Linked DNA regions of Mus musculus: regions 1, 2, 4, 5, 6 and 7 are each linked to region 3. The links are chromatin contacts, called in public HiChIP or PLAC-seq and promoter capture Hi-C maps. All regions are on one chromosome and are shown on one strand. The core of a region is the stretch at or near the end of the contact, and the rest is flanking DNA. Distances in the headings are between cores, read along the strand shown.

What was found. Promoter capture Hi-C pulls out the DNA fragments that hold promoters and counts their contacts. HiChIP or PLAC-seq counts read pairs in DNA pulled down with a chosen protein or histone mark.
Region 1: a promoter capture Hi-C map of liver shows a contact between it and region 3, with 2.1 times the contacts expected there. The contact joins the promoter of Fdx2 here to the promoter of Tmed1 in region 3. A contact is called at or near these places in 3 of 39 promoter capture datasets (liver and pre-B cells) and 2 of 9 other capture datasets (liver and pancreatic islet).
Region 2: a contact with region 3 is called in a promoter capture Hi-C map of embryonic stem cells. The contact joins the promoter of Epor here to the promoter of Tmed1 in region 3. A contact is called at or near these places in 2 of 39 promoter capture datasets (embryonic stem cells and pre-B cells) and 1 of 9 other capture datasets (pancreatic islet).
Region 4: a promoter capture Hi-C map of liver shows a contact between it and region 3, with 4 times the contacts expected there. The contact joins the promoter of Pde4a here to the promoter of Tmed1 in region 3. A contact is called at or near these places in 5 of 39 promoter capture datasets (cranial neural crest, liver, macrophages and 1 more), 1 of 484 Hi-C or Micro-C datasets (embryonic stem cells), 3 of 115 datasets of contacts at active chromatin or transcription factors (bone marrow-derived macrophages, embryonic limb bud and pancreatic cancer cells) and 1 of 9 other capture datasets (liver).
Region 5: a promoter capture Hi-C map of liver shows a contact between it and region 3, with 4 times the contacts expected there. The contact joins the promoter of Ccdc159 here to the promoter of Tmed1 in region 3. A contact is called at or near these places in 4 of 39 promoter capture datasets (embryonic stem cells, hippocampal neurons, liver and 1 more), 1 of 115 datasets of contacts at active chromatin or transcription factors (pancreatic cancer cells) and 1 of 9 other capture datasets (macrophages).
Region 6: a promoter capture Hi-C map of neural stem cells shows a contact between it and region 3. The contact joins the promoter of Raver1 here to the promoter of Tmed1 in region 3. A contact is called at or near these places in 3 of 39 promoter capture datasets (embryonic stem cells, neural stem cells and pre-B cells) and 1 of 484 Hi-C or Micro-C datasets (B cells).
Region 7: a contact with region 3 is called in a FOXA1 HiChIP or PLAC-seq map of pancreatic cancer cells. The contact joins the promoter of Dock6 here to the promoter of Tmed1 in region 3. A contact is called at or near these places in 3 of 39 promoter capture datasets (liver, neural stem cells and pre-B cells), 1 of 484 Hi-C or Micro-C datasets (embryonic stem cells) and 3 of 115 datasets of contacts at active chromatin or transcription factors (embryonic limb bud, embryonic stem cells and pancreatic cancer cells).

What each region holds. Positions count from the first base shown.
Region 1 is chr9:21,072,082-21,075,823 of GRCm38.p6, forward strand. Fdx2 (ferredoxin 2) reads right to left here and starts at 1,450. Exons shown (of 5, transcript NM_001039824.3): 1 at 1,308-1,450; 2 at 1,183-1,237; 3 at 994-1,100. The coding sequence starts at 1,425. It overlaps Raver1 (ribonucleoprotein, PTB-binding 1), which reads right to left. Exons shown (of 13, transcript NM_027911.4): 12 at 3,504-3,587; 13 at 2,077-3,415. The coding sequence ends at 3,269. It overlaps Gm38431 (predicted gene, 38431), which reads right to left. Exons shown (of 17, transcript NR_038081.2): 12 at 3,504-3,587; 13 at 3,210-3,415; 14 at 1,183-1,237; 15 at 994-1,100. Mir7082 (microRNA 7082) reads right to left here and starts at 3,507; the gene lies at 3,416-3,507.
Region 2 is chr9:21,962,126-21,965,668 of GRCm38.p6, forward strand. Epor (erythropoietin receptor) reads right to left here and starts at 1,451. Exons shown (of 8, transcript NM_010149.3): 1 at 1,192-1,451; 2 at 79-211. The coding sequence starts at 1,306.
Region 3 is chr9:21,508,633-21,512,131 of GRCm38.p6, forward strand. Tmed1 (transmembrane p24 trafficking protein 1) reads right to left here and starts at 1,602. Exons shown (of 4, transcript NM_010744.4): 1 at 1,362-1,602; 2 at 622-719; 3 at 299-482. The coding sequence starts at 1,544.
Region 4 is chr9:21,163,822-21,167,316 of GRCm38.p6, forward strand. Pde4a (phosphodiesterase 4A, cAMP specific) reads left to right here and starts at 1,893. Exons shown (of 15, transcript NM_183408.3): 1 at 1,893-2,411. The coding sequence starts at 2,107. It overlaps Gm36118 (a long non-coding RNA gene), which reads right to left and starts at 1,847. Exons shown (of 3, transcript XR_870565.1): 1 at 1,108-1,847.
Region 5 is chr9:21,925,797-21,929,124 of GRCm38.p6, forward strand. It overlaps Ccdc159 (coiled-coil domain containing 159), which reads left to right and starts at 1,675. Exons shown (of 13, transcript NM_025977.3): 1 at 1,675-1,932; 2 at 3,297-3,328. The coding sequence starts at 1,922. Tmem205 (transmembrane protein 205) reads right to left here and starts at 1,739. Exons shown (of 4, transcript NM_178577.5): 1 at 1,496-1,739; 2 at 453-561; 3 at 195-358. The coding sequence starts at 552.
Region 6 is chr9:21,089,953-21,093,575 of GRCm38.p6, forward strand. It overlaps Raver1 (ribonucleoprotein, PTB-binding 1), which reads right to left and starts at 2,047. Exons shown (of 13, transcript NM_027911.4): 1 at 1,807-2,047; 2 at 298-364. The coding sequence starts at 2,025. It overlaps Gm38431 (predicted gene, 38431), which reads right to left and starts at 2,056. Exons shown (of 17, transcript NR_038081.2): 1 at 1,807-2,056; 2 at 298-364.
Region 7 is chr9:21,851,240-21,854,827 of GRCm38.p6, forward strand. Dock6 (dedicator of cytokinesis 6) reads right to left here and starts at 1,396. Exons shown (of 50, transcript NM_177030.3): 1 at 1,306-1,396. The coding sequence starts at 1,349.

The DNA of each region.
Region 1 (3,742 bases), core at 200-2,699, 440 kb before region 3:
AACAGCAAGAGAGTGGTGAGGGACAGCACTGTGCATCTGTGATCCCGCTTCAGTTCCACCTCTCCCCAAAAGGTAGTCAGCGGCAGCACTAGAGAATGGGGGGTCAACATGGAGAATCCACAATTTCCAAGAGAGCACAGATTCTAGCAGCTCAGTAAGGGCTGCTCCAAAACCTAGTTTTATTTTAGTGTTAATTTAAAGAAAGATTTTTAAGTGTTTCCATGTGTCTCTGTGTGGGTTGTGCATGTGAGTAGGTGCCATGGAGGTGAGGTAGTGTGCCCGGCACTACTGGTACAGAAGGCTGTGAATTGCCTGGCACAGAGCTGGTGGTAGGAAGAGAACACAGGTCTTCTCACAAGCCGTCTGCAGTCTTCAGCACTGGCGACCTTTCCAGTTTCATTATTGCCATCTTACTGGCGTTAGCGCAAAGGTGGTAAAACAGTAGAGACAACCTGTATTCTCAGAACTGAGAAAGCTAAGGCAGTATGATCAGCCAGCAGGTTTAAGGGTAAGTCAGAGACTCTGTCTTAACCATTTTGGCACTAAAGAGGTGGAGGCAGGGGCATCACTATTGTGAGTTTGAGCCTAGCCTGGTTATATAGCTGATTTCAGAACAGCCTGAATAACATGGACTCCATCTCAGTTCTTCCCATCCCACCTATTTGGTGATATGGTAGGCAGCACATGCCTGTAGTCTCAGGACTCAGGAAGTGGAGGCAGTAGGTTCACTGCAATGAGTTGGAGGCTAGCCGGGATTACATACTTAAGTTCCTGGACAGCCTGATTCACAGAGTGAGATCGGACCCACCCATACACCACCTAAACAAAAGTATTGGATTGTGGTAGTGCACACCAGGTCCCAGGAGGGTCAGCAGTTCAAAGTCATCCTCTGATACATAGTAAGTTCGAGGCGAGCCTGAGCTATAGGAAACCTCTCAAAATTACAAAAAGGTATAAGAATGCCAAGGATCTCCCTAGTTTCATATGACCTACCTTCCAGGTCCACCCCGTGGCGCTGGGCCAGGTATAGAACATTGTCCCCGACTTTGCCCCTCACCGGGATCCGCTTGCCAGAGCGGTCCACGAACACCACGTTGACCCTGGGGACAAACAGGGTGCAGGTGCTGAGCCGGAGGCAGGGAGTGGCAGGGAGGGGCAGGGCGTGGCACGAGGGGCACTCACACGTCCCGGGGCAGCTCCGGGCTGTCCGCCGCCTCCTCGCCAGCACGCCGCTCGCCTGGAAACACACGAGTGGGTGAGCGGCTGCGGCCTCGCTGCACGCCGCGGCTCGGCCCAGCCCTATGTACCTGTAGTCCCGAACGTCCTAGATGTTACCGCCGCGTGCCCGGCCCTGGGTCCCCAAGATCCCCCGGCCGCCCGTAACAGGACCCGGGCGCTCACGCCCCGGGCCATGGAGGCGGCCATGATAGGCCACGTGACCGGAAGACCTAGCATGCTCTGCGCGTCCTCAGCGACAGTAAACGCAGCGTTTGGGCGCCGTGTGAGGTCAAAGGTGATGCACTGGGATCTAGCTGGACTTCCGGCCTCGCCCTGTGGTTGGATATTTCTTCCCTTAGGTCGTACTGTATGTGTTCTGCTTATATGTACGTATGTGCACCAAGTGGGTGCCTATGGAGCCCAGAAGAGTTGATGGGTAGTGTGGGGCTGGGAACTAAAACTACGTTCGGCAATTGGGACCAACCTCTGAGTTCTCTAATTTTTAGACAGGATCCCCTAGTCTGGCCTTGATCTCCGAATTCCTTTGCTGGAATTACCGGTTATGTGCAACCAGTATTTAAATTTTGTTTGAGACAGAATCTCTATAGACTGAGAAATTCTTAAGTCTCTAAGCAATTCATATAGACCAGGCTGGCCTCCAAGCCCAACTTAAATTTTTAGGGATTGTGTGTATGAGCCCATCCGTGACATGTGTGTAGGTCAGTGGTCAATCTGCGGGAGTCAGTTCTCTCCTTCCACCATTTGGGGCAGAGGGATAAAACTCAGGCTGTCTGTGTTACCAGAATTCTGAGCTAGTTTGCTGGCCCATGGTTTATATCAAGAACCAGCCAGCTCTGATTTTTTTTTTAAAACCGTTTACTTACAAACTTTAATTCAGCAAAGGTCTATGCAGGGGGTGGGGGTGGGGTGAGGGGGTGAGATACACCCACTGGAGTGGGTTTGGGTTATCATGTTTGGGGAGGGAGGCTGGTGGTGGCTCAGCTGGCTAAGGGCAGAGCCCCTAGGTCCCCCTCACATGGACAGAGAGGAGGCCTGCTCCAGTGATCCAGCCTGGGGATGGTAATGACCTGGGTTTGAAAGAACATGGTAGAGGCCCAGTGGCCTGGGTACAATGGTCACCTTTCACAGACAGCAGGGGAGACTGTTGAAGCCAGCAGAAAATACTGGTCTCTGCATCCAGGCTTTGGGCAAAAGGGGTGGTTTGCCAAGATCAAGGCTTTAGCCTTCTGTCCACAGGGCAGACACCTGGAGAAAGGATGAACCCTAGGCCAGAGCTCTTTGGTCCTGAGCGGAGCTTTTGGAGCTCCGCATCTGTGAGGCTCTGACCCAGCAGGACCTGTGGCCCAACTTTAAGGCATCAGAAGGCAAGGATACTGGGGCAGGGGCTGGAGATCTTGGGGCTTAGGGTACTGGCCAGAATAGGCAGGCAGGGGCATGAGACAGCTATACCTGCAGCAGATGACTGGGAAGAGAATAGGGTTAAGCTGTTGGAACCTGCACATGTGGAATAGAGCCTGGGCAGGCCAGACCCTGAAGGAATCAATTTGGGGCTTTTCTGGACGGATGGGGGAGTAGATGTGATAATCATCCTGGTTGTTTTAAAAAATAATAAAAATTAGAAAAGGAAATAAAAGTCAATTGTCGAAGTTTAAAAACGGGGACTGTCTCTGATCCTCACAGGTCAGAGACACCTCCAAAGGCACTCAAGAGGCCAGAACACAGGAGTGACGAGGCAGGAGAGGAGGCCTGGAGCTAGGGAGGGAAAGAGAGCAGGTCAGGCCCCTCTCTCTTAAGGCTGCAGGGTTTGGCTCCAGGAGCAAGCCCACAGGTAATGGTGTGGCCCCAGATACCCCACATTCCTTGAGCTCCAGCTGGTTGGTCAGCAAAGTCTTTTGCAGAGATTTCTCTATTACCCAAAGAAAGGACATTAAAAAAAATAATAAAAATAAAATCCCAGAAAACACAAATACCAGAAAAAACCCAAAAGCAACTTGGTGCAGGCCCTTGGAGCATCTCTGGTGTCGACCCCTTAGAAAATCCTCTTCCGCTTCAGGTAGGAGTCCGCGTAGTGGCCGCCGAGGCCCTGGGAGTGCTGGCCCACGTAGCTGCCCTCTGGGCTGGGCTCAGGTGAGGGCAGCAGGTGGGAAAAACTGCGTTTCTGGCCACCCAGTGGGGTCTGGAGACAGACAGCAAGGGGGGCCAGGTCAGTGGCCTCCCAGAGCCAGGGTTGCCCAGCCCTGTGCCTCCCCTCCTCCTGCCCGTACCTTCAGCAGGTGACTGTGACCATTGGGCCCAGGGCCCAGGCCCAGGAGCCCTTCACTGGAGCCCATTGGAGAGGAACCAACAGCCTGGGGAGTCAAAGAGGTGGGGCAGGTCACCCTGAGGCCACCTAGCCTGCAACTCAGAACTGAGGCCTGGTGGTAATCCAGCTGTCTCTCATCTGTCTTCTGGGGCTAAGACCACCCACACCTTAGGCCAACTTGAGATGAGGGGAAGCTCAACA
Region 2 (3,543 bases), core at 201-2,700, 450 kb after region 3:
TTAACCTAGTCTCCAGGCCCATCCAGGAAGCTCTGCTCTACCCACCCCTCCTAAGGCCACCCAGTCCTGAGGACTCACTCGAGCTGGTATGAGAAGCTGTAGTTGAAGTCCATCCCGGAGCTCGCCGCTTCCTCCCAGAAACACACCAAGTCTTCCAAGCGTTGGGTGAAGCACAGAAGTTCTTCGGAGCCCCGGGATGCCAGCAGGGCCGCTAGAAAAGGGGATAGCCATGGCGGGGGGAGGGGGAGATCAGGGAAGCCCAGGTCTGCCTTCCACGGTGCCCTTACCCTCCCTCTTGTCGCCTGTGCAGATCCGATAATTTTAGTGCCCCGCCCTCTTCTCCAAAAGGGCCTTCGAGGGGTCTTGCAAAAGTGGCGCCTCAGAACTCCCAAGAGTAGCGACCCCGCCTGCCTTGTTCTACTCCTCCGTGCGCACGCCCACTCACCCTGCAAGTTGAGCGCTGTTCGCCCCGCCCTAGCGGGTGTGTGTGAGCGCAGAGAACTCGGCCTCCTATCGGTTCCCGCAGGCACCCGGCTGTCCCCCGATAGCGCCAACCGTGTCCCCCGCCCCCTTCCTCCTCCTAGCAAGCCGTCCAAAGGACCTAGCACCATCCGCCCGCCAAACTGAGTTTACAGTCTGCAGCGGGTCTGTTTCACAGTCTCTGGGAGCTCGATCCCCTCCCCCAGGAGAGCGGACCTAGCACTACCTTACCCTTGCCATTTCTACCATATCCCAGACTCCCTCAAAACACGAAACAGAGCCGAATGTGTTGGCTCTTGCAGGTCATCCCAGCAACTGGAGGTGGAGGCAGGAGAATCAGGAATTCAAGCTCAACCTCAATTACATAATGAGTCTGAGGGCAGCTTTGGCTACACAGACGCCGCCTCAAAACCAGAAACAGTACAGGCGAGTGACACATGCCTTTCATCCTAGCAATTCCAGGACATCCTGGAATGTCTAGCGAGATCCTGCTTCAAACAAACAAACAAACAAACAAACAAACAAACAAACCAACCAATCTTAAGCCTCTGCCCTGAGCATCACTCCAGGGCGAGGAGACTCTGAGATGCCTCATCGAGTTCAGACACCAGTTTGGCCCCTAGGACCCCATCTGGAGGTTCAGGGGACATTTAGCCCCTGGGACTCGGGCTGGGAATTCAGACCACAGCATTGCCCATGTACAGTTCTTACCTTTGCTCTCAAACTTGGGGTCCGGGAGGCTGGGTGAAGGTGCCCAGGCTGCCCCAGCAAGTAGGAGACAGAGGGGGCCTACCCGAGGCCAGAGGGGCACCCTGAGTTTGTCCATGATGCAGCCCTAGCTTCAGGAAGCTCAGGGCTCCAGCGCCCCTGTTTCGTCCCCCCCACCTCTCCTTCCCTTTCCTCTTTCCCCTTTCCCCTAGTCCACAGCTGGGTCAGCAGCAGCTGCCGGACACAGCTGACCAGGAGCTTCTAAGTGGCAGCTCCTTCCAGGGGGCGGGGCCAGCTTGCAGGCTGGGGACAGATAAGCTACAGCCACCAAGGGAACAGGGGCCTTCTTGGGCACAGCCACTGCCTAAACCAGTGTAGGGGGTGGGGCAGACAGCAGAGTTTTGTTTCGGGTGGCTTTGCTAATGTGGTCACGGACAAGTGACTTATGTTGTTTCACCGTCTAGGTCTAGTCCGGGCATCTGTGAATCCAGCCTGCTGTGCAGCCGGCAGGCCACAGATGGAAGAGAGGCTCTCGCTCCAGCCAGTATCTCTTCCCCAGCTCAGTTCAAAATAAGAATCCTAAAGACAACTAGCAACTGGGTGTGTGAGTGGAATCAGGCTGTGTAGCGTGACAGACACGTGCTATGGTGTTTTCTGTTTATGAATTACACGGATTTGGGAATATGAAATATTTACTATTTTTAAAATTACATTTGTGTGTGTGTGCATGTGTGTGCATGCACAAATGCAGCAGGATGCTTGTGGACAGCACAGAACAACTTGGGGAGTCAGCTCTCTCCTGCCTTGTGCTCCTGGTATTAAGCTGAGGTCTTCAGTATTGGCAGAAAAATCTTTGACCAGCTGAGCCAGCTCACCTGAGCCATCCGTCTCACCAGCCCTGATTGTTTTGGAGACAGTGTATCCCAAGCTGACATCAAGCTCCCTGAATAACTAAGGATGATGTTAGACTCCTGGTCCTCCTGCTTTCACTTCCTGGGTGTTGGGATGACAGGCATGCACCACCTATGTGGTGCTGGGACTGGAACCCAGAGCTTCACCTTACTGAGCAAGGGCTCTGCCAACTCTACAGCTCCAGTATTGCTTGCTTTCTTCCATGCAGGATGTCACTAAATAGCCCAGGCCGTCTTGGAACTGTGGCAATCCTCCTGACCCAAGCTTCTGAGTGCTCAGATCACAGACCTGTGCTTTCTTTCTTTTCTTTTTTTTTTTAAGACTTATTTATTTATTATATGTAAGTACACTGTAGCTGTCTTCAGACGCACCAGAAGAGGGCATCAGATCTCTGTTACAGGTGGTTGTAAGCTACCATGTGGTTGCTGGGATTTGAACTTCGGACCTTTGGAAGAGCAGTCGGGTGCTCTTACCCCTGAGCCATCTCACCAGCCCCAGACCTGTGCTTTCTATACTTAAAAATAAAAAAAACAAAGTTGAATGGCGGGTAGTGGTACAGCACTTGCCTAGCAGGTGGAAAACCCTGGGTTTATCCCCAGAACCCCCCAAATACAGAGATAGGTGGATGCATACATATACATACATAAGTACATAGTACGTACATACATACATACATGGGTAGATGCATGGATACATACATACATGAACAGACACATATATGGATATACACATATACACAGATACAAGTATGTATATGTTCACATATGCATACATGCATTGACACACCCATGGACAGATAGGTAGGCAGATAGATGAATACATACATACATTCATATATACATACATTTATGATACAGTGGTTTAAATGAGAATGGCTTTTATAGGCTCATATATTTGAATGTTTGGATCCCAGTTGGTGGACTGGGCTGGAGAGATGGCTCAGCGGTTAAGAGCACTGACTGCTCTTCCAAAGGTCCTGAATTCAATTCCCAACAACCACATGGTGGCTCACAACCATCTGTAATGGGATCTGATGCCCTTCCTCTTCTGGTGTGTCTGAAGACAGCTACAAATGGGCTGGAGAGATAGCTCAGTGGTTAAGAGCTCTGACTGCTCTTCCGAAGGTCCTGAGTTCAAATTCCAGCAGCCACATGGTGGCTCACAACCATCCGTAATGAGATCTGATGCCCTCTTCCGGTATGTCTGAAGACAGCTACAGTGTACTTAGATATAATAATAAATAAACCTTAAAATAAATAAATCTTAAAAAAAAAGTGCATCCCTGAGGGCTGGAGAGATGGCTCATGGGTAAAGAGCAGTGACTACTCTTCCAGAGGACCTGAGATCAATTCCCAGAACCACAACTGTCTGTAAATCAAGTTCCAGGGGATTTGACACCCTCAGAAAGACATGCACAGGCAAAACACCAATGCACATAAAATA
Region 3 (3,499 bases), core at 352-2,851:
GCCTATCAAGCCACTTCACCAAACTCTGCTAGTCTGTGCAAGCCAAGGATGACCTTGAACTTGTGATCCTCAGGACCAAGAGAACCATACCCAGTGTGTGCAGTGCTGGGTGTGGGGGCTCAGCTGTGGGAGCGTCCTAGGTAAGTGCTCTGCCAACTCAATTATTCCCGGCCCTTTCTGTTGGTTTTGTGAGACGGGAGCTTGCTATGTAAATAAGGTTGGTCTTGAACTCACTGGCATCCTGCCTCAGCCTCCTCAGAACTGGGATTCTAAGCATGCACCATCATACCCAGCTCACCTTGATGTCTTCCATTTTGACATCAAGCATCTCTTCTGGCTCCACAGCCTCCGCCCAACCTTCTACCTCCTCCTCATCTTGGAAGCTGTCAAAGATGAGCTCAAAGAACACAAGCTTTTCTGAGATGGTGCTGAAGGAGTTGTCAAAGCACAGCCTGTAGTCTCCGGCCTCAGTAGGCTCCACCCTGGGCAGACAGATGAGACATAGACGTGACCCTGGAGTGACCAGCCAGCTGGTCTGTGGAACCAGTAGGATGGTAACCTGAGGCCACTGGGGAGCTGCAGGGCTGTAACTGAACCAAGGCAGGGCAGGACTTCACTCACGTGTGTACCCCATCAGCCTTTCGAGACTCACTGACCAACAGCACACCCTGAGGGCTCTCCAAGGTGAAGTCCACGTCCAGCCCAGCACCTCCGATCACCTGAAGAGCAGGTAAGAATTGGGGAACTGGCAGCTTTGTGCAAGCCTATCTGCCACAGAAAGCCTGGGTTAAACCGAACCGGGAAAGACCCATGTAAGATCACCAAGAACCTATCTTTAAGAAGAAAAAAGAACAACCACAAATCCCAGGTATTTGCTTGAGATAGAGGAGTAGCGCCTGTGGAGGGAGATTAGTCAGAGCTGCACTTCTACCATAGAGTTAGGAAACTCGGGTCGTCGTAGTTTAGCAGCAAGCGGTTTTTGTTTTGTTTTGTTTTGTTTTAACCCAGCAAGCTATTTGGATTCCCCCAAGGGCCTATCTGAAGACCAACATCCATCCACACCTACAAGGTTTCTTCCCAGTCCCTAAGATGGATACATCCACGTGAGGTCTTTTATCAACCACCCTGCCAACGCCCTTGAGTAGTCTAAGGTGGCTGTCTACCTGACCGCTAACTTAATCGTAACCTACCCAACAGCCGCCAGGAACTTCCCTAGAACCCAACCCAAAGAGCTCTGAGCAGAGCATGCCCCTTCTCTGCAAGACTATTAGCGTTCTGGCCACACCTCTGCCCCGCCCCTCCCGCCTGTTGGCCACGCCCCCAGCCCTGCTCTATTCCGAGCCCGGGACCCCCTCTCTCACCTGGTACTCGGTCTCAAGACTAGCATTGGCCGGTGCGGACTGATAGAAACACTGCTTTCTCCCGGCGGGAAGCAGAAATGTGAACTCGCCGTCCTGGATAGGCGGCGGCCCTGCCTCTCCCACTCCTACTGCTGGCAGGAGTAGCCACAGGGCCAGTGCTACGGCCGCGCCGGCCGCCATCATCCGGGTCACCCTCTACTCACGGGGCGTGGACCCTTTAAGGATTTGTCCTGCCCACCTCTTATTTCGGCAAAGCTCATTGGCTTCGGCTTCTGTTCGACCCCAAAGCCGCGGAATGCTGACTGAAGGGCCCCAGGATGGGGAGCTGCCCTGGTAATTGCCTAATCTGCTAGAAAGCATACTAACGCTACTGCGAACTTCGTGAAACCTACCCAAGTCTGATATCAACCACTGCATTTGGTGGGGGCACTGACAAATCTAAAAATGGTGAAGCACTTCTTTACAGGCAACAATTAAGATGACTAAACGGGGAGGTTTGCAGGTCCTCCCTTGGCACCGCCCGCTCTCTGCCTTCCCCAATTCAAGGTGCTTTTGCCCATTGGTCAATCAAGTGTAGGCGTAGCCCTCCGAGGACGGCGGCTTTGTTGGATTCTGATCTCAACTTGTGTGACGGGTGCGACAGGCAGATATGCCAGGTGCTAGTATTCCAATATTGGAGTTCTGGCGATGTTAGTTCAGTGAGCATGGCCTCCCCCGACTGCTTTTCCTTTACACCTTATACCATCCCTAAGGGGGTGGTGGAATGTTTGTTGGTGAGTAGAATACTGCCTCAGCCTGCGTACAATACATCTCAAACCTTTGGGTCAGCAGGTCCACGTGCATCTGTGCTGACACATGCAGTATTCCAGTACTTGAAAGGCTGAGTCGGGAGGTGGAAGGAGTTCGAGGCCATCCTCTCGAACTGGTATGGAACTACATAGTTCCAGACCAGCAAAAAAATCAAGGAATCTATTTTGGGCTTTGAATGGCTCAGAGAACACAGGCGCTTGCTGCTAAACCTAATGACCTTAGTTTAATCCCCATGTGCTACGATAGTGGAAGGTCAGAATTGACTCCTGCAATTGTCCTCTGACCTACACACACACACACACACACACAACACTGTGTGCTTAGCTCTTGTTCACTTGACAAAATAATCTGGCAAGTTGAGTGTCACTTGAGGAATTGCCTGTTGGGCATTTTCAACGTTGCTGGAAGACCCAGCCCACTGTAGATGGTACCTTTCCTAGACAGGTGGGGATGAGCTATATAAGAAAAGTAGCTTGAGCCGGGCGTGGTGGCGCACGCCTTTAATCCCAGCACGCAGGAGGCAGAGACGGGTGGATTTCTGAGTTCGAGGCCAGCCTGGTCTACAGAGTGAGTGCCAGGACATAGGACAGCCAGGGATACACAGAGAAACCCTGTCTCGGGGAAAAAAAAAAAAAAAGAAAGAGAAACCTCAAAAGAATAAAGGTAATTTACAGCAACCAACATCAGCCTAAACAGAACTCAGAACATTTCCACAATCAGGAATAAAACAAGGTGTCCACTCCCCATATCTGCTTAATATAGTACTTGAAGTACTTGAAGTCCTTTTATTTTTTTTTTTTAAACAGTTTCTCTTTGTAGCCCTGGCTATCCTGGAACTCTAGACCAGGCTGGCCTTGAACTCATGGAAATCTGCCTGCCTCTCTCTCCCAAGTACTGGAATTAAAAGCATGTGCCACCACCTCTCAGTAGTCCTTGATGTCTTAGCTAGAGTAAAAAGATACCAGAGGGCTGGTGAGATGGCTCAGTGGTTAAGAGCACTGACTGCTCTTCCGAAGGCCCTGAGTTCAAATCCCAGCAACCACATGGTGGCTCACAACCATCTGTAATGAGATCTGACTCCCTCTTCTGGTGTGTCTGAAGACAGCTATAGTGTAGATACATATAACAATAAATAAATCTTAAAAAAAAAAAAAAAAGATACCAGAAAGATACCAAATGGACACAAATAGGAAAGGAAAAAGACAAAGTTTCTATTTGCAGATACTGTGACTTTATGCATAAAAGACTCTTTAAAAACCCCACCAGGAAACTTGAGGTGAGAAACACTTGCAGCAAAGTAGCAGGGCACAAAATGAACAGGCAGCTGG
Region 4 (3,495 bases), core at 643-3,142, 340 kb before region 3:
ATGGTTACAAGGTAACAGCTGGGCAACGTGACACTTGCAAATGCTTGGGGGAAGGTTCCTGAGAAAAGTAGGGGAACAGATACAGTTCTGGCTTTGGGGAACACCTGGGGCTGTTGGTGGGGGGCCAGTTCTTATGCCGCGCTCCTTCACCCACGCTAGGAGTCCCCTCCTGCTAGAGAAAAGCGGTTGAGGAAGTTGGAAATTGGGAAAGGTTCAATTGCCTGTGTGTTAATAAGAACGGGGGTGGGGGCAAGAATACAAGGCTTGTCCCCCTAGACGACCAGGAGAGGTGATGTAGGGGGCGAGGGCTTGGGCCAAGGGACATTGCAGCACCTGAGCAGCGATCTAGCCTGGGAGGGAAGTGAGAAACGGGAGGGCACACAGCACTCCACCCCCCAGCCCAGCAGCCATCGGGGCTCAGCCAGAGCCGGGAGGAGGGATGGCGACTCGCTCGGATTCCCACTCGCTCTTTGCTCGTTCGCTCGGCACGGCGCTGAGGGAGGCGGGAGCGTGAGTCACGGCAACTCCGGATTTAGGTGCCGGAAGGGGGGTTCTGAGGGCGGGGGACGCGGGGAAAAGGCTCCGATTGTTTACTCGCCTGAAAACGTCAGGGGTGGGTTTCACCCTCCAATGCTCTCCTATCCCAGCTACCCCTCCCACCTGCCTCAGTTTACCTTTCGAAGAACAGCTTAAAGTCTTTAAAAATTAAAAGAAGAGGGGGCGGCGATTGGGCCAGCGGGATTCTCAGTGGGTAAGGGCGTTTGCCTCCAAGCTTGCCTATTTGAATTCGATTCCCAAGGCCCACTAGGGAATCGTTAGGAGAGAACTGACTTCTGCAGAATGTCCTCTGTCCTCTCCTATCCTCGGCATCTAATGGGTATTCGCAAGGACTGAGGGTGCACAGCTGGACCAAATCTTGCTGCAGTAGTTGAGATATGTAGCATTTGGATGATGAAGTGGGAGACTCGAGTTCCCATACACACACACACACACACACACACACACACACACACACACAAATAATGTAATTTAAAAATTCTGAAAGATAAGAGGTAGCGATACCTATATATTAGTCACAGGGGGACCCAAAGGGACACACTCCCATACCTCCAGATGCCTCCAGGCCGACCATACACCAACATGCGTCCTCAGTCACAGACAACTGAGGAAGAATCACGTGCACAACTCGCACCAGCATCCTCCCATTATAATGACAATACAGCGCCGGAGTGCGTGGGAAGGTGTGCACAGTCCTGGGCCACCGGAACAGACCCCACGGGACGCTCCGCCCTCCCGACGGGTCGTACACGTGCGCGCGCCTTCTTACACCCCCCCGACAGCAGCAGCGGGAGCAGTCACCACGTGCGCGCACACACTTCCAGGCGTCATCGAAAACATAGACAACCCTCGGAAGGGGCCACGTGCGCTCACATCCCGCCAGGCGGTGGAGGAGCCACACGCTGTCATTGGTCCTGCGTGCAATACTGTTAGCTTGCAGACACCGCGTCCTGGTGGCACGAGGACCACTCCCGCAAAAGGGGACCTGGGATAAAGGGTGACAGGGGTTCTAAAAACGAGGATACGACAGCCCCTGACTCCGCCCTAGCCTTGATGGATGCGGCTGAGTGACACCCCGCCAACCAGTCGGATGTCTTCGTCCCGATGCCATTAACCCTTTAACTCTTCGGTCCCTGTGCGTTGTTTGCTGCTCCAAAGGGCTCTTGGAGATTGGCGCGCGTTGGCGCCCCCTCCCCGGCGGGAATGGGTTGTGCGTGGGTGTGGAGGACCGCCACCCTCCTCTCCTTGGAGGAGGAGGGGGTGGCGCTGTGACAGTCGCCAGGCGGGCGGGCGGGTGGGGGGGCAGGGAGGGGCGGGCCGGGGCGGGGAGTCGCGGCTGGCGCCGGGTTCCGAGAGCGCAGCGGGCTCCAAGCGCCAGGAGGACACCGGCGCCGCCGCCGTCCGCGTTCTCCGTCCTTGGGCGCCATGGCCCCACTGAGGCCAGGAGCTCCCGTGGGTCCCCAAGCACCTCGGCCGTGGCGCCACTGAGCTCGGACAGGCCAGGGGACGTTTTTGCCCCCGGGCACCCCACAAGACAGAGCGGGAGCCATGGAGCCTCCGGCCGCCCCCTCGGAGAGGAGCCTGTCTCTCTCTCTTCCCGGGCCCCGAGAGGGCCAGGCCACCCTGAAGCCGCCCCCCCAGCACCTGTGGCGGCAGCCGAGGACCCCGATCCGCATCCAGCAGCGCGGCTACTCGGACAGTGCCGAGCGCTCAGAGCCAGAGCGCTCGCCGCACCGGCCCATAGAGCGCGCCGACGCCGTGGACACTGGCGACCGGCCAGGCCTGCGGACTACCCGCATGTCCTGGCCCTCGTCCTTCCACGGCACCGGTACCGGCGGAGGCAGCAGTAGGCGGTGAGACTCCCCCGGCGAGCGGAGCGCACAAGCGCTCGAGGGGCGCCACGCGCAATGCTGGCCAAAGGGGGCGCTGTGGGGCGGATGGGGGGGCCAGCGTGACCCGCGTGGGTGGAGAGAGGGGGCGCCACTGCACCAGAAGCCCTTTAACTTATGGGATACCCAGGGTAAAGTTGAGGGTCGGGGGGATCCATGCTGTTTTAGGGCTCTCTACAAGCTTAGCCAGTAATGGTACAGAGCAGCTGCTGGAATGGGAGTACCTCTTGGAGAGACTGACTGAGGCTGGACTAATTGTGGGGTGTCCTAGGGAACATTCGATAAGGGGTGACTGAAGAACCACGCTGGATACTTCCCATGGGGTAGCACACTAGACGCTAGTGGGTGGAGAATTGGATCAGGGCAGCCCTACAGTAGCTGGTGTTAGTCCAGGCTGTATTATGACTTGGAACAAGCCCTAGCCAGGCAGTTAGGGCTTCATGGCACCCCAAGGTGCCCCATGGACCTGTGCCAAGGGCATGTGAGGTCCCATCAAAGAAGAATTCCCACCTTTCTGAAGTGACAGATGAAGGTGTGTAGAGTAGCTGGGATTCCTGCCATGGTAGCCTCAGGGAGGGGTCTTCAGTTGTGTGTGACAGGCTGGGGCTGCCTGTACTTGGGGCTCTGCCTAACTCTGCTATGAAGACAGTGATTGTGACAGTGGCATTGTGCTTCTGGGCTTCTGTAACTGTCCCAGGGTGACTATGTTGGTGTCTGTCACAGAGCTGTAACAGCATGGCTGTATCTGTACTCCACAGAGTGCAGTTGTGACATGATGACAGTGATGGCTGGCTCTGCCATAGTGTCTGTGGTGGTGACAGAGTAACTGTGTCCTTGTGGGACCATGGTTAATGTGGCATAGTGACTGTTTGCTTCAAGGACAGCAGATCGACAGTTTCCATGTTCCAGGGGACACCTCCTTGCTGGCAGGATATGTTCCACAGACTCAGAGCTTTGGGGCTGTTATATGTGCCAACCTTCCCTGAGGCCCTGTGAGACAATGTGACCACTCTTGTGGTCAGCCGAGGCTGGCCTTGAACTTGTGACG
Region 5 (3,328 bases), core at 425-2,924, 420 kb after region 3:
TTAGAGGGAGACACCTATCATCAATCCCTGGTCTTTCTTTCTTTTTTTTTTTTAATCTCCCACCCCAACCCCTGGTCTTTCTATATAAGATTGTACACATGTGCACATGAATGTACACACACACACACACACTGAAATAACACAAATCTCCTTAAGTGTTCACTGGAGTCTTGAGGACTCTCAAATCCTCATACCTGACTGACTTCCCACAGTGTGAGGTGAATCCAGGCTCGCTGTGGTGCCAAGATGCAGAGGTTGATGAAGGCACAGCCCAAGGAGACGTGAAAATAGACTGGGAAGACCTTGCTCTGCACCAGTCCAAATGTGTGCCGCGGGAGGCTCCGAAAAAGCAGGAAGCCTGGGAGGTGGAGGGCCACAAACACCGTTAGGTTGCTTCCGGGTCCCCCTCCTACTCAGTCCTCACTCTAAATAACAGGTTGGAGGGTCCCTACCTGAGATAAAGGTCACCCACACCTGCATGCCCCAGGCACCAGACAAGACCAGCAAGTGGATGACTTTAATCAGACTTCCCGGGTCCTCTCCTTTTTCCATTCTGCAGCCCTGGGAAGGAAACAGTGGTGACTCAGCTTAACCTTCGACCCCCGAGCTTTGAGGCCTTGGCAGAGAGTGCATAGGGCCAGCCTCACACTGGTGCAAAGATGAGAGAAAACAGCCTGGAAATGGCAGTTGGAAGACCCAAAGTAGACCCTAGACAATCTCAAGCCCAACCAGTCGATCTGGGCTCAGGCTTGGGGCTGGAATCGTGGCTTTGCGGTCAGGGACTTTGTTGGTGCTGGCCTTACATGCTATCCTCCATACTTGCAAAATAATAGTAATAATAATAAGTAAATAATATCACCCAACATGAAGGCTTGTACCTGTAAATCCCCAACACTTGGAAGACGGAGACAGGGGAGTTGCCACTTTTCTAGCTCAAAGTTAGAAAAAGATTCCTCAATTCCAAAAAGCCTTTAAAGACGTAGAAACTGGCCTGGTGATTCACAGTTGTAACCCCAACATATCAGAGGGTGATGCAGGAAAATCACTGAGTTTGAGGACTGCCTGACATACTGTGAGACTCTCTCAAAATAAGGAAGCAAGCAAACATCTCAGGTCCAGCTGAGCAAATGGCTCAGCGGGCAGAGCGTTTGCCTCACGTGCAGGAAGCCTCGCGTTCCGTCTCCAGTTCTGCATAAAACAGGTTCTGGTTCTAGTCTGTCATTCCAGCACAAAAGTAGAAACAGGAGGGGCAGGAGTTGGAAGCCAACCAGAGATACATGAGACCTTGTCTCAAAACCAAAATTCTAGAACAAAAGACTCTCTCTAAACCACAATGTCCACTGCACCCCAAAAGCTTGAATCCCAGCAGCTCAAGTTCACATACTTAGGTTTTCAGGGATTACCCTAGCTCTGCAGACATCTAAGAGCCCTCATCCGGAACCCGAGATATTCTAAGAACATCCCAAAACACCCCCGGAGCCCCATCTGACCCCACCGTTGGAGCACACGAGCTCAGGCGTAGGGACCAAGAACCGTGGCAGCTCCAGTGCAGCTCCGGCTTGCCTGAGATTTCCCAGGTTTTCTTCCGCCCCGCAGGCCTCGCCCCACCTCCCAGCCAGAGCCAATGAGATCACAGCTCTCACTCCTCTGGACTCTCCCACTTAGGGATTGCCCAGTTGGCTTGCGGGAATCAACTGGCCATCTCGCCTCTCCGGACTTCATCCAGTCTCACCGAAGATGCGCAGGCGCCAATGAGCTCCGCGCCTGAGCGGAGTGAACGGGCGTGGCTTATGGGAGGACCACGCCCTTCTCTGTGACTCCACCTTTGGCCTCCCCTCGTTTTCCAACGATGGTGTCCTCAGGGGATCAAAACTTCAGCGTCACAGCTGGGGACTGGCTTCGTGGTCCCTGATGGGAGAGCATGAACGGGTGGTATGCTGTAGTAGGTGGGAATGGAAGAGAATGGGGAGACTGGAAGGGTGTTAGATTGACAGAACAAGGGGTTAGGACTAATAGCAATGGTTAAGCTTCCAAGCTCGAAAATTTTTCTGGAGAAGGGGACAGCTGAAGATTCAATTGGGGTTGTGGGGAGGGCAGGCAAGGTTGGGGACCTTCTGGTGGTGACGCTCAGAAATGTGTCTTTCCTTTCCCGCTCTAATCTTCGAGGGTATCTGTGGTCCTCAGGTGACATTCTAGAACAAATTTCATTTACAAGCATTGGACTAAATCTGTGTAATCAGGGCAGCCCAATATAGTATATATAATTTTTTCCCCTCCCAGATAGATTCTCACTGTGTAGCCATGGCTGGCCTGGAACTAGCTTTGTAGACTAGGCTGGCTTGGAACTCAGGGACCCCCTGAGTTCTGGGATTAAAAGGGCTGAACTACCACATCCTGTCCTTTATGTGTTTTGTTTGTTTCAGATTTAAAAAAATTTTTATGTGTATTAACGATTTGCTTGTATATATGTCTGGGCACTGCTTTCGAATCTAGTGCCTGTAGAGGTCAGAAGAGGGCATCAAATCCTCTGGGACTGGAGACACAGACGGTTGTGAGTCACCCTATGGGTGCTGGGAATTGAACCTGGGTACTCAGGAAAAGCAGCTAAACCAACTCTCAAGCCATTTTTTTTTTTAAGGTTTTTGTGACAGGGTCTCTTGCCCTGACTTGACTGAGACTCACTAAGTGGACCAGGCTGGCCTCGAACTCAGAGAGATTTGCCTGCCTTTGCCTCCTGAGTGCTGGGATTAAAGGCATGTGACTACTTTCTGTCCCCTTTTTAAATATAAAGCCTTGTTATCCTTGTTGTGCATGAGACATGTCTTACGAGTGCGTGTGTCATGGCACGCACGGCAGAGGACAACTTTACGCAGTTGGTTTTCTCTTCCCACCTTTAAGCTGGTCACTGGGCATCCGTTTGGGTTTACCTCTCCTCTGACTTTCACTTCTGCCAATACTGAGGAGATTCTGGCTGGAACATCTCTGAGGAGTCTCTTTGGGGAAACACTAAAGAGATCAGGTGTCTGGGGCTGGTTCTTAGTTGGCAAAGCACCTGCCTAGCGTGCAGCTGGGTTCCACCCCAGCACTGTGTAAACGGGATGCAGTGACACACGCCTGTCGTCCTAGCCACCGGGGAGGTAGAAGATGGAGAATCAGCTGTTCAAGATCATTCTTGGTTACATAATGAGTTGGAGGCTAGCCTGGGCTACATGAGACTGTTTCAAAACAATACATAGCTAAAACCAAAAGGATGGGGAGTTAGTGGGCTCAGAGCTCCTCCCATGCCCCCTTTGCAGTGACTCTCTTTTGGCTGGCCTATCCCGGGACT
Region 6 (3,623 bases), core at 797-3,296, 420 kb before region 3:
ACACACACACACACACACACAATAGATAAAGGAACTGACAAGGGTGGGTGGTGCCTGCCTTTAATCACAGTACTCAAGAAGCAAAAGCAGGTAAGTGGATCTCTAGGAGTTCAAGGCCAACCTCAGCTTCATGTGAGTCCCCGCCTCAAAAAAATTAAGACACGGACAGACAGAACAAGGATCTGCTTCCTCTGACACAACACAGGACCCACAATTCAGAACAGATGCTGAGCCAGGTCCTGTTACCACTGGGGACTGTCATGTCATAATTGCCCTGTCCATCCATGACCCACAAACCTGTCCCTTTGTATTTGTCCACGAAACAGTACTTGAGTTCGTAGTCGCTCAGGAGGTCATGTACTTCCTGCAGAGACACAAGCAGAAGCCGGGGAGTCACTGGGCAAGGCCGCCTACAGGTGGACCCTCCATTCAAGCAGATAAATGAATAGCTGTTTGTCCATACAGCTATCTTCTACAATCTATCTTGTGCAGGGCAAGACTGCAGATTACATGCTAGGAACACCAACAACTCAAACTGCACACCTTCAAGGAGGCTGCCCAACTTGTCTGATTCCCCTGTGCAAGGTTGAAACCGGTCCACAGCTAATTATGAAGCCATTTTCTCCAAGAGGAAAACAGCTGAGGCTGTAAGAAGTGAAACACACAAACTATCATGACAACAGGGGGCATGCTACCCAGGGGTACCTGGCCAGGGCTGTCATGACAACAGGGGGCATGCTACCTGACCAGGGACCCCACTCACTTATCTGACCCTACACTGTGTGGGTGCAGGGGCCACCCAAACTCCCTCATGTTGACAGGGCTGCTGTTTTGAATGCTGGCTTCCAGGGCAAGTTGCCTGGCTTCCTTGCACCAAATGACCTGTGTATGAGCCCAAGGAGATAGGGCTGGCAGTTCCAGATATGCAGGACACCATGCACACAAGTGTCTATTCCTTGTCTGGTCCTTTATTGTGTTCCCCAACACCTCTGCAGCTTCACTAGCCATGTGCCTATAGAGCAGGGGGTACTAGGGTGAGCCAGTGAGCAGACAATTTAGCAGCAATCAGAAAGGGCCTATCCCACCACCACCGGGCAGGGCAACAGAGATACCACTTTCTTGGGTCCAAAGAGCATTGCACACCCTGCTCTACATGGGTTCCCAATAGAAGGGCAGTCCCGGCAGACAAGATTAGCCACAGGGAAGTGCCACAGAATACAACCCCCGCCCCCCACCGCGGCATGTTCATGTCGAAAGGAGACTTCATTTTCCCAAATCAATTCTAGTAGGCATTGAGGGATGCAGCTCCAACTTCCGGGTCTACCTCTAAAAGGTGTCGATTATGCTTGATAAGAAAAGCCATGCTCTTAATTCTGAAACTTCCAGATTTGAGCTCCTGTCACCCGAAGGCAGAGGAGGGAAACAACCCTCTGAATATGCATGGGTCAGTTGGAATCTATTTCAATCAATCTATTCACAGTCTCCCGTACATATTTCAGCAGGGCCACAGCTGCCTGCCCCTTCCAACTACCTGCAACCTTCAACCACTTGGCCTCTCCCAAGTCCGATGGTCGCCCCTAGCAACGTCGACCAGCACTTTAAAGTGTTTTCTTTTTTTTCTTTTTCCTAACCATGCCCTTTCCACTTCGTTCTTAATGTTTCACGACCCTGGGAGAGGATATGACACTGGGGAGAGCCCCCACTCACAGCAGCGTTGGTACCGCCCGGTTTCCACCCCCCCGCCCGCGTGCGCGCGCACGCGCACCGTGGTGTTTCCCGCCACGCTCTCACCCCCACCCCCCATACCTGGTTGGTCACGTCCCCCGGGAGGCCTCGGATCAGTATCTTGCGGCGGTTACGGAACTGGCGCTCAGTGTGTTCCAGGCGTTTCCGGATCTCTTCCGGATCGAGCGGCGGCAACTCTTGTTCGGGCGCCCGGCGATCGACGGTCTCGGGAGTTTCCGCTTCGGCCTCCGCCTCTGGGCTCAGCGGCGGCCGGTGAGTAACGGACACGTCGGCCGCCATCTTGGGAAACCCGGCGCCTTCTGGGACCAGCGAGCTCAGGGCGGAGCGACATAGAGCGGCAAGGAGGTCGCGTGTAGTGATTGGTTGGTGGAAGCCCCGCCTCTCTCCCGGCCCCTTTCAGCGTATTGGCTAGAACCAGCCCCGCGAGCGTTGCCCCCTTCCCCTGACTCTGGGCCATTGAATAAAAGGGCGGAGCTGCAACATGGAGCCGCCTTACAAGGCAGGATTGAGAATAGGCAGGCGTGAATCCCTAACACCGCCTTAAGAGTTGGTCAGGTGCACACACCTGTAATCTAAGCCCTTTAGAGGGGAAGGCAGATCTTATGATGTCATCCACAGTTACAACGGAAATCAAATTCATGAGGATCCTGTCTCAAAAGAGAAAATGAAACGACAGACAAAAATTAGGTGTACTGATGTACGCATGCAATTCCAGCACTTTAGAAATGGAAGCTGCCAGGCAGTGATGGCGCACGCCTTAAATCCCAGCACTTGGGAGGCAGAAGTAGGTGGATTTCTGAGTTCGAGGCCAGCCTGGTCTACAGAGTGAGTTCCAGGACAGCCAGGGCTACACAGAGACATCCTGTCTCGAAAAACCAAAATGGAAGCTGCAGGACTTGAAGTTCAAAGTCATTCCCTACTATACAACTCAAGTTTGAGATAAACCTGATTCAAAAAAGAAAAACAAACAACCAAATAACAACGACAAATGCTGGCATTATTTTCAGCACTCTGAAGGCCTAAGCAGCCTGGTCTACATAGTAAGTCAGGGTTTCAAAAAACAAAGAAAAAAAGGACTAACTGCTAAGCATGGCAACCCCTGAGTTTCATTTCCAGCAGACTTGGTAGGGGTAGTAGAGATAGACAGCACAGGAAGCAAAAAGTTAAACAGGAGCTGGGGAAGGAACTGGCAAAAGACACAAGGAAGAAAAGATCAGCAGTTTATAATGACAGACATGGATCTCTCTAGCACCAGAAAACTACTTTCAGGAGTCTATGGGCAAGTGCTAATGTGTGTGTGTGTTTGTCTTTCATGACAGGGTTTCTCTGTGGCTGTCCTGGAATAACTTACTCTGTAGACTAGGCTGGCCTTGAACTCACAGAGATCCACCTGCCTCTGCCTCCAGAGAGCTGGGATTAAAGGTGTGCACTATCATGCTGAAAGTTTTATTTTAAAGATTTATTTTTATATTTTTTAATGTGAGTACATTTAATGTGTGTCACTCTCTTCAGACACACCAGAAGACGGCATCGGATCTCATTACAGATGGTTGGGAGCCACCATGTGGTTGCTGGGAATTGAACTCAGGACCTCTGGAAGAGCAGTCAGTGCTCTTAACCACTGAGCCATCTCTCCAGCCCTTGAAGGTTTTATTGATCTGGAACTTGATACGGCCCAATCCTCCTCTCAGTCTGGACCTTGGTCTTCCCCTGTCTCAGGACAACTTACCCTGGGCTGTATCTTTGGACGACAGTGTGCTGAGAGACACAGAGGTACTTCTGTTTCTCAAGTGGTAGCAGCCACTCGGGTTCTGCATCCTGAGGGTGTACACTGACGCCACTGCAGTGGTCACCATCCCTAGGGGCATGAACACCCC
Region 7 (3,588 bases), core at 146-2,645, 340 kb after region 3:
CAGTAAGTGAATGCTAGGATAGGGTGAGAACCTTTCTCAAAATAAAGCAAACACAAAAGCAAGGTGCTGTAGATGTGGTTACCATGGAAACTGAGTGTGGCAGGGGGGGCCAGGAGTTCATGGCCGGTCTTGGCTACATAGTGCATCTGAGGTCAGCATGGGCTACGTGACCCCATCCCAGACTAACAAAACACAACAAAGTAAAACCAAGACTCCATTCAGTTGCAGGTTCATCTGGGGTTGTGGGAGAACTCAATAGGTAGGTGAATGTGCAGAAGCATCTATTTATCTACCAGGCTGCTTGGGAAATCTTGGGCTCCCTCACTACATCAAGGCCCAGGATCATTCTGCACATCTTTCCCACCTGAGCTAAAGGCATAAGGACTTAGGAGGCAAGACAACAAACAGAAAACTGCCCAACTGCTCTGCCCCAGATCACAACCCTCCTCTATCCAGAACTCTCTGTGGCTCTCACTTCACTTGGGGTCACAGTCAAAGTCCTTCTGGCCTACAAGGCGTAGGCCCTATAAAATCTATTCCTATTGGTCCCTCTGTGGCCCCAGGGCCTTTGCATTTGCTTCTTTCCTGGATGATGGGCAGATCTCTTCCTTCGCTCCTTTAGGTCTGTGCTTAACTCTACCTGGCCTACCATTGAGACCCTATCCTCCCTTTCCTGTCTTATGCATCCACACCATACCACGGACACATCTATGTTTGTCCCACCAGAGCGAAATCCAAGAATGGGGCAACTTTCTTGTGTCTCCATCAGGGTGGGACCCACAGAGTGGCTTCTCTCACCTAAGGTGGTCAGACAGGTCTCCAGAGGATCGGATACCTGGGATGATTTACCTGGGATGATTTCTAACCTACCCCAGATTTGAGCCTCTCTCACAATCCAGTGTCCATGGAAGGGGATCCCCCAGCATCTGTTGCCTGTCCCTCCCCTGTCTGCCCACCAGCTGGTTCAGTCCCCAGCCCCCTCGGCCCCCTCCCACGCCCAGCCGGTGCTGGGAGAGGCTGGGGCAGGAGACTGAGGGGCTATCCCCAGCTGTCCCCAGCTCCAGACAGCTGGGTCCCGGGACCCTGGGCGGGGGAGGGGTGCGAATTTCCCCAGGCTGGTGAAGGGAAGGACGGCAAGAGGGTCCGAATGCAGCCTAGCACTCTCGGAGCCCGGCCCGCACGGACCCGGGATGCGCTTCCTCCTCCGGGAAGTCCTCGGGGAGCCCGGCACGCCCCCGCTGCCCGCCATCTCCAGCACTCGCCCGTCCCGCCCAGAGTGGCCGTGACCGCGGCCGCTCTCACTACCTGTTGATCTTGTGAGCGAAGGCGCGGCGCTCCGAGGCCGCCATGACGCCCCGCGTCCCGCCGCAGCCTCCCGAGTCTGGGCAGCCGGGCTGGGCGGAGCAGGCGCGCGGGAGAGGCGGGGCCTGTGCTGATGGGGCGGGGCCTGCACTTCGACCCGCCCCAGCCGCGGAACCAAGACGGGAATGACGCGGGGTCTTCTCGGGGCGTGGTGGCGAGGCCGGGCCAACTCTAGGATGGGGAGGAGCCTTCTCTGGAGGGGGCGGGGCTTTCCCTAGATAGGGCGGAGCCTTTTCTGGGATGCCGTGGGGCCAGCATTGAGAGTGGGACAGAAATACTGGGGATGGGGAGGAGACAGCGCTGACAGGAGGATGGAGCAGGCTGTGATCTGGGATGTCGCTGCTCTAGGATAGGGACCGGGACAAGGCTGGAGAGATGAGGATCTTTGTGGGCGTGGCTTATGAGGGACGGTCCTTGATGGGCGGGACGTTGTGAGTGGCTCATCTCTGCGATGGGCTAGGGAGCTGGGGACCAGGCAGAGCAGGGCATGGGGTGGGTGTGGAGCAGGGGCAGGGCATGGAAGGGAGTGTTCCCCTCCCACTGGGGTCAAGATGGGGAAACTGAGTCTTCTGTTGGGCTGGGAAGAAAAAATACGGAACATCAAAACCTGTTAGGTCAGCCGGGCAGTGGTGGCTCATGCCTTTAATCCCAGCACTTAGGAGGCAGAGGCAGGCTAATTTCTGAGTTCGAGGCCAGCCTGGTCTACAGAGTGAGTTCCAAGACAGCCAGGGCTACACAGAGAAACCCTGTCTCGAAAAAACAACACAAAACAAAACAAACAAACAAACAAAAAAGTTAGGTCCTCACTAGTCCCGGAGGCACGCTGCCTAAAAAACAACATCAATGTCACACAATAATTACTAAGGTTTTGTTTATAGTCGCTCAATGGACATAGGTGGGAAGAACTGTTGTTTTCCACTACTGACAAGTGGGTTAACTGAAGCCTAGCAGTGTGGAGGCTTTTACATAGTAGGCCTCAAAAGGTGCTCAAGGGACTTCCTGCCAGTCTCTGGGTTGCAGTAGAGAGGTGGATGAGTCCAGCTAAGCTCAGGGGTGTCACTCTAGGAGGTGTGACTCAGAAAGCCAGTATCGATACCTGAGCGAGCCAGTCCGGAAGTTTCTGATTACCTGAAGTTGTAGGATGTCTTCATTAATTTGTGGCCTTAAATATCTTCCCAACAGCTCCTTTCCCAATAACAGTTTCCTAGAATTTTTTCAGTCCTGGCTCATCTTTGGATATGCCAATTGTCTGCTGCCTCCACACCTTCTCCTGAGTAGCTTCAGCCCTCTGAGCAGTCACGGTCAAAACAGTCTTGGTAGGGTAGGCAGCTGTGCAGCACAGGACATGTCTGCCTCAGAGCTTTTTTGAGTGCTGCTCGTTATCCCACCTATGGATGGATGCTAGCAGGAGCCCCATCTACAGAGGATGAAATTGGAGCCAGAGGGCAGGGTGACTTGCCCCAGTTGCCCAGCAAATCTGTATCAGCTTCTGAAGGCACAGGAAGGAGACCTAGATGGTAGGGGAACCCCCTAGGTATCCATCTGCTCTTGATCTGTGTACACAGCTGTCAGGAGCCCACGCACCTACTCAGCGTGGTCCAGTGGCTTCTGCCTGGGAGATGCAGAATATAACTCCACCCACGACTGTGCTGGGCCACACTCAGTGTTACTCAGGTCCCTGCCTCTTCCTCTGAGGCCAGGTAGGGAACATGGAGCTGGATCCTTCCTGATGCTTCCATTGTGCACTGTCTTGGCGGCATCTGTGTCTCACCTATCCTTCCTTGTGCAGAGCCTCCGTGGCCCACCTCACTTGGGTCATAGTCCATCCCTCCAGGCCTTGCATAAACTGCCCTGTTACCACTCTGTCCTCATAGCCTCCCTCTTGGACTTCAGCCCAACTGTCCTCCTGCTTCCGACCCCTAAATATTCCTTTGAAACACTAGGATGTGGCCTACGCTTATTCCAGGACCTTTCACTGACTGTGGGTTCATCCCCTACCCTCTGCTTGTGAGTGCTAGCTAGCATGCTCTCTTTTACTTGAGAAACCCCAAGACTTGCCCTACTTACATAATGTATCCATGTCAGATTTAAAATGTATCCATATCAGAGTTAAGGTCTGGACTCAATGTATCTGTGTCAGATTAAAAATTGGACACAAAGAGCTTGATGCACACCCCCAAAAGAAAGATGTTGGGTTCCAATCCAGGCCTGGCTGTGTGACCTATA